Regions from separate parts of the Mus musculus genome. Here region 2 is linked to region 1. The links are chromatin contacts, called in public Hi-C maps. All regions are on one chromosome and are shown on one strand. The core of a region is the stretch at or near the end of the contact, and the rest is flanking DNA. Distances in the headings are between cores, read along the strand shown. Region 1 holds the start of Sgsm1 (small G protein signaling modulator 1). Region 2 holds the start of Aym1 (activator of yeast meiotic promoters 1).

Region 1 (6,702 bases), core at 3,366-5,865:
ACCCAAACGCCTGGGATTTAAACCCAGACCCTGACGCTAGCAACAGGAAGCAATTTACTGCCTCCTCAGCCCCATGGTTCATGTTCTCATCCGTGTTCCTCCTAAACTGTACAGCGAGAGCATAATTTCCCAAGCTGCAGCTTCCTGAACAGGGTCACACCCCAGGGATGCTCAATAAACATTTGTGGATGGAAGAACAGAAAGGCAGGGGAAGAAAGGATCAGAAGTCCTGTTCTAGGCAGGAGTCTTTGTTGATGGACAGATTATAGAGATGTGGTGGTGAAGTGGAGATGGTGGTCATGTTCATGACAGTGGTCAGGGCTGTGGTAATGGTAGTCATGGTGATGATGATGATGGTGGTGGTGGTGATTATGATGATGGTGGTGATGGTAATTGTGGTGGTGCTGGTGATGGTAGAAGGGGGTGTAGATTGTGGAGGTGGTGGAGATAATCGTAGTGATGGTGGTGAAGGGTGGTGGATAGCGTAATGATGCTGGCACATGGGGGTATCTCGTATACCACAAGATGTTAAGCGGTATCCCTGGATTCTTCCTGCAGATGCTGGGAGCACCCACTGCTGTTGCGACCAAAATGTTTCCAGACACACCATATGTCCCCCGGGGGCAGAGCTTCACACGTACACAGAAGACACATTAACCCCCGTGTGCGATTCGAGCCATGCGCGGTGACCTGCGTGTTATCTGGCAGCTGTTTTGAGGTGGCCAAGCTGTCCCCAGTCCTACATTAGAGCTGCCTGGTTCGAGTGAAGCCCGAGCGTCTCCATGGTAACACAGCTCAAGTCCCTCACGTTCCTTTAGCCTCCCTAGCACATCCCCCCCTTCATCCCTTCCTCCACTTCAGGGCTGGGAAATGGGGTGGGCTCAGCAGCAGCGAGGATGGCTTCGCAGGACGGCTCCCTGCTCTCTCCCTACCCCGTGCTAGCAACGGCTTCCCCTACAGGCTCTGTCTCCTAGCACTGACTCCTTCCAGGGGTCTCATCTGCTGCCCACCGGCCCCCGCTTTCTCCTTTCCAATTAAGAGGTCTGGCAGCAGCCAGAGGCAGGAAAACAAGGAGGTTAGTCACTTAGCTTCCGTTATCAACCTGGATCACGTGGCTGGCTCTTTTAATGGCTGTTGTCATGGCAACGGGAAGCCAGTCCCTGCTCGCTCTGGGAACCAAAACAAAATTAAGGGGTGGCAGCAGGGAGGGGAAGACATGCCAGAGAGGAGACTGCTTAGAGATGGGGGTAGGGGAGGGCTTTAGCTGGAGGAAACAGCTTCCCTGTGATACTGACCCGACCCCAAAGGAGCACAGGTGACAGACAGGGTGGATGTCAGGTGACAGGGTGGATGTCTGCACTTAGCTTATCCTGCCCTCTGAGTCATCTTCATCCCTATTGTGACAAAAAAAAATGGACACCCAGACATGGGCAAAGATAAAGACAGATGCCTCTGAGAGACTGTGCAGTTCACAAGCCATCAGTTTGGGTGGCACCCACTCCTTGCCACCTTCCACATTCTCCAAGCTTCCTACAGTTCCCCTCTTGTTCCTTGTGTGTGTGTGGGGGGGGGGCACCTCTGTTTCCAGCAGGTTCCTCATCTCTGCTCCAGCTGCCTCTGCACCCTCAAGTTCAGCGTGTCCCTGCAGCTTGGCCCTCTGTGTCCCTTCTCTCTGCCGCGGCTTTCATGGTTCTCCATGGTCGTGTCCTGCAGGCTCACAGGTGTTTTTGTTCAGTGCTGGGGCACGCGTTATGGTCTTGTAAAACAATACCTCATGTCCCTTCCAGAGTCCTCCTCTTTCTCATGTCACTACTGAGTCTGCCTGCATCCTCTGCCTCTTCCAGCCGAATGTCTCCGTTCTGGCTCTCCAACTACAGCTCTGGTTGAACTTGGGGCTCCTTCCTGAACTACCAGACAGGTCCTGGGTCCCGACAGCTCCTCAGGCTGCCTCTGGACAGAGCTTCCAACCCCACAGGCTCTGAGGCAGGCTTGCACAGCTGTTTGGCTATCTAGGGAAGTCCCTTGTCACCTCTTCCAGGAGGAAGAGGGAGGCTGTGGTCCACAGGGGTGTGGCTCATCTGAACTCAGACAGAGAAGTTGCTGATCAGACTTTGAGGCAACTTTCTCCCTATCCATATCTATCTGACATTGGAGGAGTGGCTCATTACCCAAAGAGGTGGCCAGAGGAAGCAGTGTACATAGAGGGCAAGCATAGGGGGCTTACTTGTGAGCTTGCAGATGGCAGACTTGCTCATGTTCTGCACTGGGTCTGTACACTTCAAACATGGCTTCCTGCTTCTGGGCACCCTATTCCCAGTAGGGTGATGGGAATCACGTTACCCCTGTACCCCAGGAGCTTGGATGACCTGGGAGTGATTACACTACCTCTGGCCCTTCTTGGCTGGGTGCTGTTAGAAGCCACTCCCCTACTGTAAGCCCCAGTTCTGTATCAACCATCTTCATAGGGTTACTATGTCTGCAGTACACGGAGCACAAAAAAAACCCAAAGAAGCTCAGATCCTCTGGGTGACCGACCTCCGTAAATGCAAGATTTAGAATCTGTGAGCAGTTTGTGACTGGGAATCCCGACTTCTGCTCCCAGCTTTGGAGCTTTTAGTAATCGGACAAAGCAGCAAGAAACTGTCCTTGCCTGGCCACTCTACTCCGGCTTGAGCCAAGAAGATGGCTCACTCCAAACTTAGTGGGACCACAGAAGCAGGGAATCCAGCAGACTTGTGGACACAGGGTGGAGAGCAATGTCCCCACAGCATTTCCAGGAACCCAAGCTAGACTGGGGAGGAACAGTAAGGGACATGTGTGTGGGCCATGGGGCCACATGCGTCACTCTGCAGATGGGAAAGCGGTGATCTTACAAAGAGAGGACGTAGGAAAGATGAACTCTGAGGGGCCATGTGGCACAGCTATACACGGATGTCTCCTAGGTTCCCCAGGGCCTGCTGACCCTGTCTTTCATTGTACATCCTATTTGGTCAACCATTTCCCTAGTAAAGTGGGGGTCAGCTCCAGGCATGAGGAGCAAGCATTACAGCCAGGGCTGGGTAAAAAACCACGGCCTTCCAGCTTTAAACCTAAGGGCTGAGACCCTTCCCCGAAGGGCAGGGGTGTGAGGTTTCAGGGTTGGGGTCTGGATAGTATCTTCAAACAGGTCTTTACAAAGATGGAGGTAAAGACTTCTAGGCCTTTCTGAGGGACCCCCTTCTATCCATCTTACATATCACCTCGAAGGAAAATTCTAGAATCTGCAGCAATCCACGGAGCTAGTTCTTTAAAAGGAATGTGCTACACACAGAGACACAAACACAGGCACACACCCACGATCCCCAAGAGGAGGAAGGAACCGGGGACAGGTCCGGGCCTCCAACTGCCCAGGTGGCTGCCACCAGGAAGGGAGGCCCTCCTGAGTGACACCCCTAACACACACACGCGCGCGCGCACACACGCACACACACCCCACAGGTATACACACACCTCCATGCTCAGGAAGCAAGGGACAGACTCCAGCCTGGCTCACAGATTCACAGCCAAGCAAGGACTTGGGATAAGAACCCCAGGATGAAGACAAGGCAGCAGGGACGGGAATGGGGGGTGGGGGTGACTGAAGGATAGGGCGGAGCCAAAATGGGAGGGCAATGCCACACCACATACATACTCAATCTTACCCATTCACACAAATACACATTCGTAGACTCGCACAAGCAGACACAATATATAGATCATCCTTAGGTATTTCCAGGCAGGTGCACATACATATATGCACATGTCCTGGGCAACATACATCTACACCACAGGCCCACAGACATCTAAACGTCGCCTCAGCCTTCTAAACTCTCCCAATTCCCACGGCCCTGGGAGGTCACTGGCTGTGAACGCCGAGGTAAGGCTAGGATCTCAGCTGCTTCCTTCATCCCGGGGGAGGCAGGCAGCCACTCCTGTCTGATCCCATGTATCAGTGGAGGGCACCTGCTCTGTGACCCTGGCCCAGGTCACAGGCTCTCCTGCACAAAGTCCCTGGCACCTAGAGGTGGCTCCAAGGACTGAGTATCTGACATGGGTTGGGGGATAGCTTCATGTTCCAAAATTGAACCTGTCCCCTCCCAAAACCTGATCTTCCTCGGGGATATTCCGCATCTCTAATGAGGAGCCCCGCATCACCCTACTCTACCCCCAGCAATGAGAACCTGCCCCTCCGCGAGGTCCCACCTGGACACCTTCCGATCCTACACCCAGAGGGCCCCACGCACTGAAACACCCGTTTTCCAGCGACCCCTCCCCAGCCCCCGCCCTAGTTAGCCATGCACAGCCACCGCCAGCCAGAAGCCCGCGGTGGCCCTGTCACCCTGGGGTGGCCGCCCCTACCTCCTTCTTCACAGTGCGCAGCAGCCTCTGGCGGGTCTCGGCCTCTGCGGGACAAGCAGGGAAGCGCGGTGAGCGGCACCGAGGCCGCGGGGCCTGGCCGCCCTCCCGCTGCCCGCCCGTGCTTACCCGCAGGGACCGAAGCCATGGCTCAAGCTGGTCGGTGCCCGGTTCCCGGACGCGTCCCCGCTCCGCGCCCTGCTGCAGCCGCGAGGGGGCGGGACCGGCAGGGGATGAATGACAGCCCAGGATGTAGACGTCAGAACCTGACATCCCGCCCACCCCACCCACGAAAGCTCAGCGCCGCCTCCTGGACAGCATACAGCAGAGCATCCGCATCCAGCCTCCTCCAGGCGTTAGCGACAGGCCTTGCCAAGTTGCCTAGGGTGACCTAAGATGCGGAACCGTGCTCCACATCCCGTGTGTCCATCCACGCGTATTTAGAAACGAGGCAAAGCCAGGCACGGGGCACACTCCTATCGACTCCTCAGTGGGGAGACTGAGGCAGGGGACTCAACCTGGGCGACATAGCCAGGCCCTGCCGCCACAATAAAACTAGACTCATCCTGTATAAAGTGGGTATAAGTTCTAGAATGAGCTGATGATCAAGCGAGATATTTGATGTGTAATTCTCATCATAGACAAGACAAAAAAAACAAAACAAAACAAAACAAAACAAAAAAAGGGCCAGCTTTCATACGGGGTAGCTGCTGCTGTTTCATATACCCCCTTCCTCCGTCCCCTCCTCCCCTTCCCTTCCCCCTCCCCCTCTTCCTCCTCTTTTTACTCCTCCTCCTCTCTTCTCCCTTTCTCCCTTTTCAGACTAATCAGATACACTGACTCCCCATCTGGAAGAAGCCTGCCTCTTCTTCACTTGCTGCTCCCCCTATACTGGGAACCAGGGTTCAGCCAGGATCTCTCAGTCCCAGGGTTGGGAGTTTGAAGCAAAGGAGATGGACACATTGCCGCAGCACTCAGATGGTAGACAGTAAACCATCTGAGCAAGTGATAGAGGGTTGGAAGGTTCTAGAGGGACGTGGAGTCGATGCAGGGGAGATACCAGTGACCGGGGCTGTCTTGTGGAACAAGGGGCATCTTGCTGAGTTTTCTTTCTGAGCAAGAAGGGAAAGGAGGAGGCTGGGGAATGCTTGGGGAAGAGGAATCCATACAGTTCAGCGGTTAAGAGAACTGAGTGCTCTTCCAGAGGTCTTGAGTTCAAATCCCAGCAACCACATGGTGGCTCACAACCATCTGTAATGAGATCTGATGACCTCTTCTGGTGTGTGTGTGTGTGTATACCAGAACCCCTCTTGTGTGTGGCAGTGGTGTCTCTGTCACGATACCCCCCCCCACTCTCTCCTCCCCCACTCTCTCCAGTGAGGTGTGCTTAGTGTCTCCAGGATGCCACAGAATGAGAAATAAGGACTTGACAAATATAATTGAGGACTTACTACATCCGGAGCTCTGGTTGCATAAACTTACCGAGCCTCCAGCCCCCCCCCCCCCCCCCATGAGCCTCACACACAAAGAAAGTCAAGCCCAAGACGTGGGAGAATTTTCTTCAGGTCCATACACAAAGCAAGCAATAGCTCAAGCCATGGACCGGGTGGATCATCTCACCAGGGGCAGGTTAAGATGAATCAGATGTTTCTCGCCAAGCCCTTCAAACCTTTTCAGAGAACATAGAAGTTTTCCTCTAATATAAATGGTTTCTAGTGGTGGTTTCAATATGCTTGGCTGTCCTGGAACTTGCTCTGTAAACTCACTCTCTTGAGCTCAAGAGATTTGCATGGCTCTATCTCCTGAATGCTGGGATCAAAGTCATGGTCCACCATGCCTGGACCTAAGCTTTCCTTCACCTAGATCTAAAAGCTTGTGTCATCCTGTGACAGTTTGACACACAGTCATATCTCCTTATCTCCAAGTGAAACCAATAATCACATCATAATAATATAACTATCCACGGTTTAGCTGCAAACAATAAGCTTAGCTGGGTGGGATCTTGCCCTGAGATCACCACTCCCTTAATCCGTTTGTCTCCTTGAACGTAGGATTCAGCTCCTTTTCATTTCCTGGGGCCCCTTCATTACTTGAAGCACACTCGTTTTTTCTTTTTAAGCTTGCTATGCTTGCTCAAAATGCTCTTCATAAGACTGAATCACAGGATCATGTCTAAATTGGGGTTTCTATGAGACTTAATTGTTAATTCTGTCTAGGCTGGCCCATTAAGCTCCACTTAAAGCATTCCATGGCGTTCCAAACCCAAAGTCCCAAAACCCATATTCTTTCAAACAAAAGCATGGTCAGGCCTATGACAGCAATACCCCA
Region 2 (6,545 bases), core at 455-2,954, 47 kb after region 1:
GGAACCGCTCGCACTAGGGAGGTGAGGCTGGTGTGGGTCCTATGATGCAGGCCTTACTAGGTGCAGTTTGAGCTGAGAGAGTTAGGGTGGGAGCATGAGTATGCAGATGGGCTGGAAGGGGGTGTGGGGGAACGAGAGGGCAGGGCAGCCATGCTTGCTTCCAGACATGGGATGCAGCAGCTTTACAAGGCCCCAGAATGGGGCGTCCCTCTCCCTCCAAGCTCCTCTGCTATGCTTATGATGGCATTGGAGAGGGAGCCCAAGAGCCTGGGCAGGGAGAGGGGAGAGCATGGGGCAGTGGGTCCTGGCATGTCTGGGTCTAGGGTGGTGACTCTCAGACCCAGTCTCAGGAGGTACAGTGGGACAGAATCTCTTCATCCATGTGTGCGCATAGGAATCTCCCATTCTCCTCCCCAGACTTTTCCCCCATGTGTGATGCATACGACGGTGTCTGCTGGTGTCCGACACCAGAGAAACCAACAACAGGGTGTCCTGCCTCTCTTCCTAAAGGGCACTGGGGAAGAGAGTCGAGGCACCTCCCTTCTCTGATGTGGCGGGAAACCTTGGGTCGAGTTTTTTACTCTGGATGGTGGTACAGTGGGGGCCAGGGCTCACAGCCGAGGTCTGGAACTCTGGTTGGAGCTGTCTTCAGAGCTCTATTATGGAGCCCCAGCCCTGGGCAGGAAAGCTCATTAGCAGACGTGATAGATGTGAGCACATGACTGCCGAGTCGTGTCCCGTGTCCCTGTTGAACTGGAACTCCTGCTCCTTCTCCATTAGCAGCGGTGTCTGCATGCTCAGCCATCCCTCTGGACCCTTCTGAATTCTCCCAGGGCTCTGAATGCAGTCTTTTTTATGCAAGGGTCTTGGACACGTCCGGGTGTGTGCGGCGCAAGCCTACAAACTCTCTCACCTCTACCAGAGATAATAAGGTCAGTAAACAGCAAACTGGGCTGTGAGGCGGGCTCACCAGTGGGGAGGCCTGCAGAATTCAGCAGGGATGCAGAGAGGAACCCAGGGTGCTGGGTCGTGGAATGGTATCTAGAAAACACACTAACCAACCACCCATGCAATGTCACTGGGTCCTTGAGATGTCCTGCAAGCTGGAGCAGGGGCAGCTCTGGGATTGCAGCCGGCTAAGGGAAGCCAGGGGGCGGGGTCTGTAAGGATGCTGGGGGCAGCTATCGCTTTTTACAGGTCTTTTATACCCTAGAGCCTGGGCAGGCCATAAGGACAAAGGGTGCCCGGGACACAAGCAGGTAGTTTGGAAGTTTGGTGTAAATTTAGAAGCAACTTCTACCTTCTCTTTCACCTGCGTGCCATTGGGCTTGGCCATGCGTGGCCCACGGTTGGCACAAATATTTGGAATCTGTGAGTAAAGAAGCTGGAAGTGGGCTCAGAAAATGCTGCCCAGGCCCATGTAACAGATGCCGGAGGAAACACATGTGAGCTCACACACACAGGTTGCTGGAGTGAGAGGCTGAAGAGGGTAGGGGTGGGATAAGGGACTGGAGTGCTCAAAGGCTGCAGATCTTCCCTCTGGGCCTTGGGGTGGGGGGTGGGATGGGAGGGAATCTCCCTAAGGGCTCTGAGCTAGAGCAGGACTGGTCCCCTCTTCCCTGCTCCAGCTCCAGAGCTGCCAGCACCGCCCCCTCCCCCTGCAACCCCCCCCCCCCCGGAGCTGTGTGCCCGGCAGAGGGGCAGCTGCTGGCTGAGCAGCTCCTGCGTCCTGCAGAAGCTTTGGGAACAGTGCCTGGGTGTCCTCCTGCCCTCACCCGGAGAAGCCACTGCAGGGGTGGGGGGCAGAGCACTGAGACCAAGACAGAGGACACCACTCAGAAATGCCAGGGCAACTGAACTGTGGACCAGGGTGGGCTGAGAAGGAAATGCTAACCTTGTGAGTCTACACACCCCTCCCTGTCTAGCAATGAAGCCCCGTGCTCTCACAGAACTTTCTGAGGATGCTCTAGTTCCATTATCTCTTAGAGAGAGGAGCACGCGCACTGCACGGGGTCATTCTCCACTGAGCTTGTTGCTGTGCTCAGGTAGTTCAGGGAATAAGTAAATGCTGCTCTCTGCTCTCAGCCGATGCCCCTGGTGGGAAAGAAGTGGGCTTCAAATTTCCACTTCACATCCTCCTGGAGCACGAAGAGTTAATGGAGCACACATCATCCTAAAACATGCCCCCTCCCAATCCCTGCTCTCCCCCCAGCCTGTAGCTGTCAGGGAACTAAAAAAAAAAAAAAAAAAGGTTGGCACACAGCCAATGAGACTCATCTGTGTATTGGCTGTGCCCTGCCCTGCTTGTGCCACTAAATGCCTAAATGTCATTTCCAGTAAATCCTCTTACTTGTACTTCAAGTTTCCATTTCCAGACAAGAGAATCCTGCAATCAGCCCCCGGGCCTGGGGTCTCTCTGGCCTCTCAGGTTTAAGAGTTAGACTCTGTGTGTGTGCTGCCATGGTTCTGTGAACTCTGCTTCAAGAACAGGATGATGCGGAGGCCGATACCCAAATGCCACCTTCCACGCTCAGAAATAACAACTGGTGCACAGGGCCTGCACAGGGTCAAAGCAGATATGTTCATAGCATCTACTGGGGGAACTGAACTCCCCCAATTCCTAACCAAAAAACAAACAAACAAACAAAAAATACCCTTCCAGTCTTTTAAGGGCCTGAAAGGAGTTTCTCCAGTTTCGTCTCACTGGGTATATAAACTACATTTAAGGGTAGGTCCAGTGTCCAGCAGCATGTGGCCACCAGGAAAAGAACTCGATGGCATCCTTGGCAGGGTTTTTTTGGTCTCATATTTTTGTTTGAGATTTGTGTTTTGTGCTCTCTCTCCCCCTCCCTCCCCACACCCCCTCTCTTTTTCCCCTTTGCCTTCCTCCCCTGTGTCCCTCGGTGTGTTACTAGTCTTGTTTGTATATTATGTTTTCTGATTTTGTCTTAATTTTTTTTCCTTTTCATTTGAATTTTTTTTTTCTTTTTTAAATTTGCCGCATTGTTTTATGAAAAGAAAGAGAAAGGAAGTCTGGTGTTGGAAGAGGCGGGAGGATCTGGGAGGAGATGCCTGGAGCAGAAACCACGATCAGAATTTACTGTATAATTTTTCAACTAATAAACATGAGTTGTACTCTGTAGAGAGCCTCGCATGGCACACACTCGTGCTGCCCTTAGTTGTGGGTAGCATCTCACGGGCGTCTCTTGAGTTACTGCAGGACGTGGATGGGGACCCTGTTTGGGAACTCTGGGAAGGGGTGTAAGACTTACCTGCTGACTCCTCACGCTGGTCTGAAACTGGAGCTGTCGCACAGGGAGGCTCCCTGGAGCCCCCTTGCAGGGCTGGCTGCACCTTGGCGACAGCTGTGGGCTGAGTGGTGTTCCTCAAGGAGCCTGGGTTGGAACGGGAAATTGCAGTGAGGCTGAGCCATGGGGGGTCACGTTCGGGTCAGTTCTCTCTGACCGTGTAGCTGTTGTGAATGGATGTTGAGGGTGTGGCTTCCTCCCTGGAGAGGTGGGCTGACGTGAAGGCAGACTGAGCCTGCTCTCTCTTGCCTGGAGGCGCCCTGGGATGACAATACCGGCCAGAACGGTTGCCCTCATCCCTTGATCTCAGACTTTCCCAGACTCTAGAGGTAAGAATAAATGTGTGTCGCCCCCCCCCCAATAAACTCTGCAGTCTTGTGTCACAGTGGGACAGGATGGGCTAAAAGATCAGGGTAAGGAGCCGGTTCTGAGGACATCACAGAGGCGCCCTCGCAGAGCCTGAACTCGGGCCTTTCCCTTTTGAATAGTTTTTCATGGTGTAGCAGCCTACAAGCGGAACAAGCTTATAGTTTTGATAGCTATATTTCAGGGCCATCCTTTGTATCATGAAACAGTAACAGAACATCAGCATCATGGCTCCTTGAACCGCATGCAGCATGTGGCGCCGTTTGTCTGACTTTTTACTTTATGTCTTGAGGAGGCTTTTATCCACCTTGGACTGAAGCCCCAAGAAGCAGGTGCACCGCTCCTTATAGGAGTCTGCTGGGGAGAGAGCGGCTTCAGCCATGGATGAAGCTCTAACAGTGCTGAAAGGCTAAGACGATGCTAAGTGTATAGCTGATCGCTTATTATTATAAAATATAGTACAATATTAATATATTTTATGAATCCTTTGATGATTTTATTATACATTTGTGAACATAATCACCTCCCCACCTCCCACTAACTCTTCCCAGATCTATTCCCCTGTAAACTCCGTGTCCCTCTTTTTTTCCTTTTTTTAAAAATTTTATTTGTTTTGAGACAGGGTCTCTATGGATGTAGCCTTGGCTGTCCTAGAACATGCTATGCAGACCAGGCTGGCTTTGAACTCAGAGATCCACCTGCCTCTGCTTTGTGAGTTCTGGAATTAAAGATGCACACCACCCACCATGCCCAGCCGACAGAACCCTGCTGCCCGTATACAGATATACGTTTGTATGACATGTGAGATCATCCACTGGCTCACAGTTGACCGACCAGAGACCACTCCCTACTGCTTCTCAGCCTGGGCTGGGGACTCTCGAGCCTCTCCATGATGGCCACCTGCCTTTAGCGTTTGGAGGCAACCACAGCTGCTGTGAGTTTGTATAGCGCAGTGGTTCTCTCCCCTGCTTCCACCCCGTGACGCTACCTGAGCCCCAGCTGCAAGGGAATGGTGAGTGTGTATACCTGTGTGTGAGCCAGCCCTCCACTGGCACTCTGATTAACTGTGAGTTTGTGTTAATAATGTTAGTCACCATCCACCGCAAAAGGCCTAGCTGTTAGAACAGCAACCAGCTCTCTTACCTTCCTGTCTGCCCTTCTCCTGGTTCACAGCCCAGCGTTCCTCCAGAGCATTCTCCCAGCTGTTCCTCCTGAAGCTCCCCGACGGCCTCCTTAAATAGCCCCTTCTCCCCGTTTCCCCAATACCAGCAGCTCCAGGCTGGCTGTATCAACTGTTGAAGCCTCAGCTCAGCTTCTCCTGGTCCCACTGTCTTCTAATGGCATCTTCTGCCCCAAGTGCCTTCTCCTCTCATCTGCTGGCCCAATCCCTTCTTTTTAAATAAATCTTGCCCCCATAAATGTACGGCTATGTCAGCCTTGGACGGTCTTATGCCTTTCCTTGATGACCTTCTGGTCCCACACTGGCCTTGAAATATAGCTATCAATATGTAGCCCACCACACATTCTGTTTTAGCTGAGATAAACGTCCAATTCCTAGAAACTGGGTATAAACTTTTTGAAGCGGCCATTCTGAATACCAAGATTTTTGTGAAGTAATAGTTGCAACAGCTCCTGTATCCACCAAACTGTCTATTTCAACCTCATTCTCTTGCAACTTTAATTTTGGCCTCGGATCATTAACAACTGTTTGCCAGAATGCGCATTTTCTAGGACTTCCAAACCCTCCTGATCGATTGTTCTCCAGGGAGCAGCCTTGCCTTGGATATAGACAAACAGTAACATCTGAGCAGTCCTATCACCTGTGTTAAAGCATATTTTTTTCATAAGCCATTATCTTCATTTCTACTTTGAAATTTTTCACCTATAATTCCTGGATGCACAATCAGTCCTTGGGAAGTCAAACTGCTCCTTCCTGAGACCATTCCTACTGTCCCTGAGGGCAAAGGACCATAAACTCCAGTAGTTATTTTACAAAACTGAATTGGGGGAGGGGTAGTGTAGGATGTTTATCTGTGACCGAGTCTAGAGCGGGGCTGCATTGTAGATCTGCAATGCTTAGTTGAGCCTTTTCTGCCTGCTTGTTACTTTCTGGCTGACGAGAGGCAAACAGCTTGTGCTTTCTGCTGTGTGGGGCTCCCATTTTGTTTCCTGATGGCAAGAAATTGCCTTGGGTCTCTTTTGGATCTACACTCATTGGTCCAGTGGCGACCCCTTGTCACATTGCCAGCTCACCCCCGGAAGCCTAGGCCTTCTTTACGATTCCTATTTAGAAAAACCATTGTCCTTGGAGATGTCTCATACACAATTTTGTTGTGAACTGTCATATACCCTGTAGTTAAAGCGCTGCACATTTTGAGATCTAGAGTCTTTAGCTATGGCTTGCCCAGTTATCAACAGCATTATATATGCTCGGACCAAGATAGGTCGTCTCCCCGATCCACTCTTCCCTGGGTGCCACCCTCGACCTTAATAGATTAATAACCTTTTTTTTTCATTCCGTATTTGCATTTTCAAATGCCTGGGTCTCAATTAGCACTTGGATCAGGGTCTGATATGGCTTTGCTCACAGCTGAACCTAATTTTTGTAAAACAACAACAAACAGTGAAAACTTGCCCTGAGCCTTGTATACTTTTTGTAATGGCTCAGCCAGTCTTTCAACCTTTTTACAATCAAAATAGCCCAGAGTGAGGAAAAGGAGAAAAGAACAACAACAAACAAACAAAAACAAACAAACTATCTGCTGCAGAAAACCATGTGGGAGTGTCCCAATCCGAAGCCTCCGCAAACACCTTGTGGGCTTTTTGAAACAAAGTATCCATCTCTTCTTTTCTTGCCTGTGTTAGTAACCA

Evidence for each region. Hi-C and Micro-C count contacts between places; a contact is called where the count stands out from the background.
Region 2: a Hi-C map of nephron progenitors shows a contact between it and region 1, with 2.6 times the contacts expected there. The contact joins the promoter of Aym1 here to the promoter of Sgsm1 in region 1. A contact is called at or near these places in 7 of 39 promoter capture datasets (the SN4741 cell line, cranial neural crest, embryonic stem cells and 3 more), 1 of 15 datasets of contacts at CTCF or cohesin (embryonic stem cells), 10 of 484 Hi-C or Micro-C datasets (cerebellum, cortical neurons, embryonic stem cells and 2 more), 5 of 115 datasets of contacts at active chromatin or transcription factors (embryonic stem cells and forebrain) and 2 of 9 other capture datasets (embryonic stem cells and macrophages).

What each region holds. Positions count from the first base shown.
Region 1 is chr5:113,306,171-113,312,872 of GRCm38.p6, forward strand. Sgsm1 (small G protein signaling modulator 1) reads right to left here and starts at 4,616. Exons shown (of 25, transcript NM_172718.3): 1 at 4,504-4,616; 2 at 4,378-4,421. The coding sequence starts at 4,522.
Region 2 is chr5:113,355,590-113,362,134 of GRCm38.p6, forward strand. It overlaps Aym1 (activator of yeast meiotic promoters 1), which reads left to right and starts at 1,705. Exons shown (of 1, transcript NM_001012726.2): 1 at 1,705-2,232. The coding sequence starts at 1,928. The coding sequence ends at 2,065. It also overlaps 1700016C19Rik.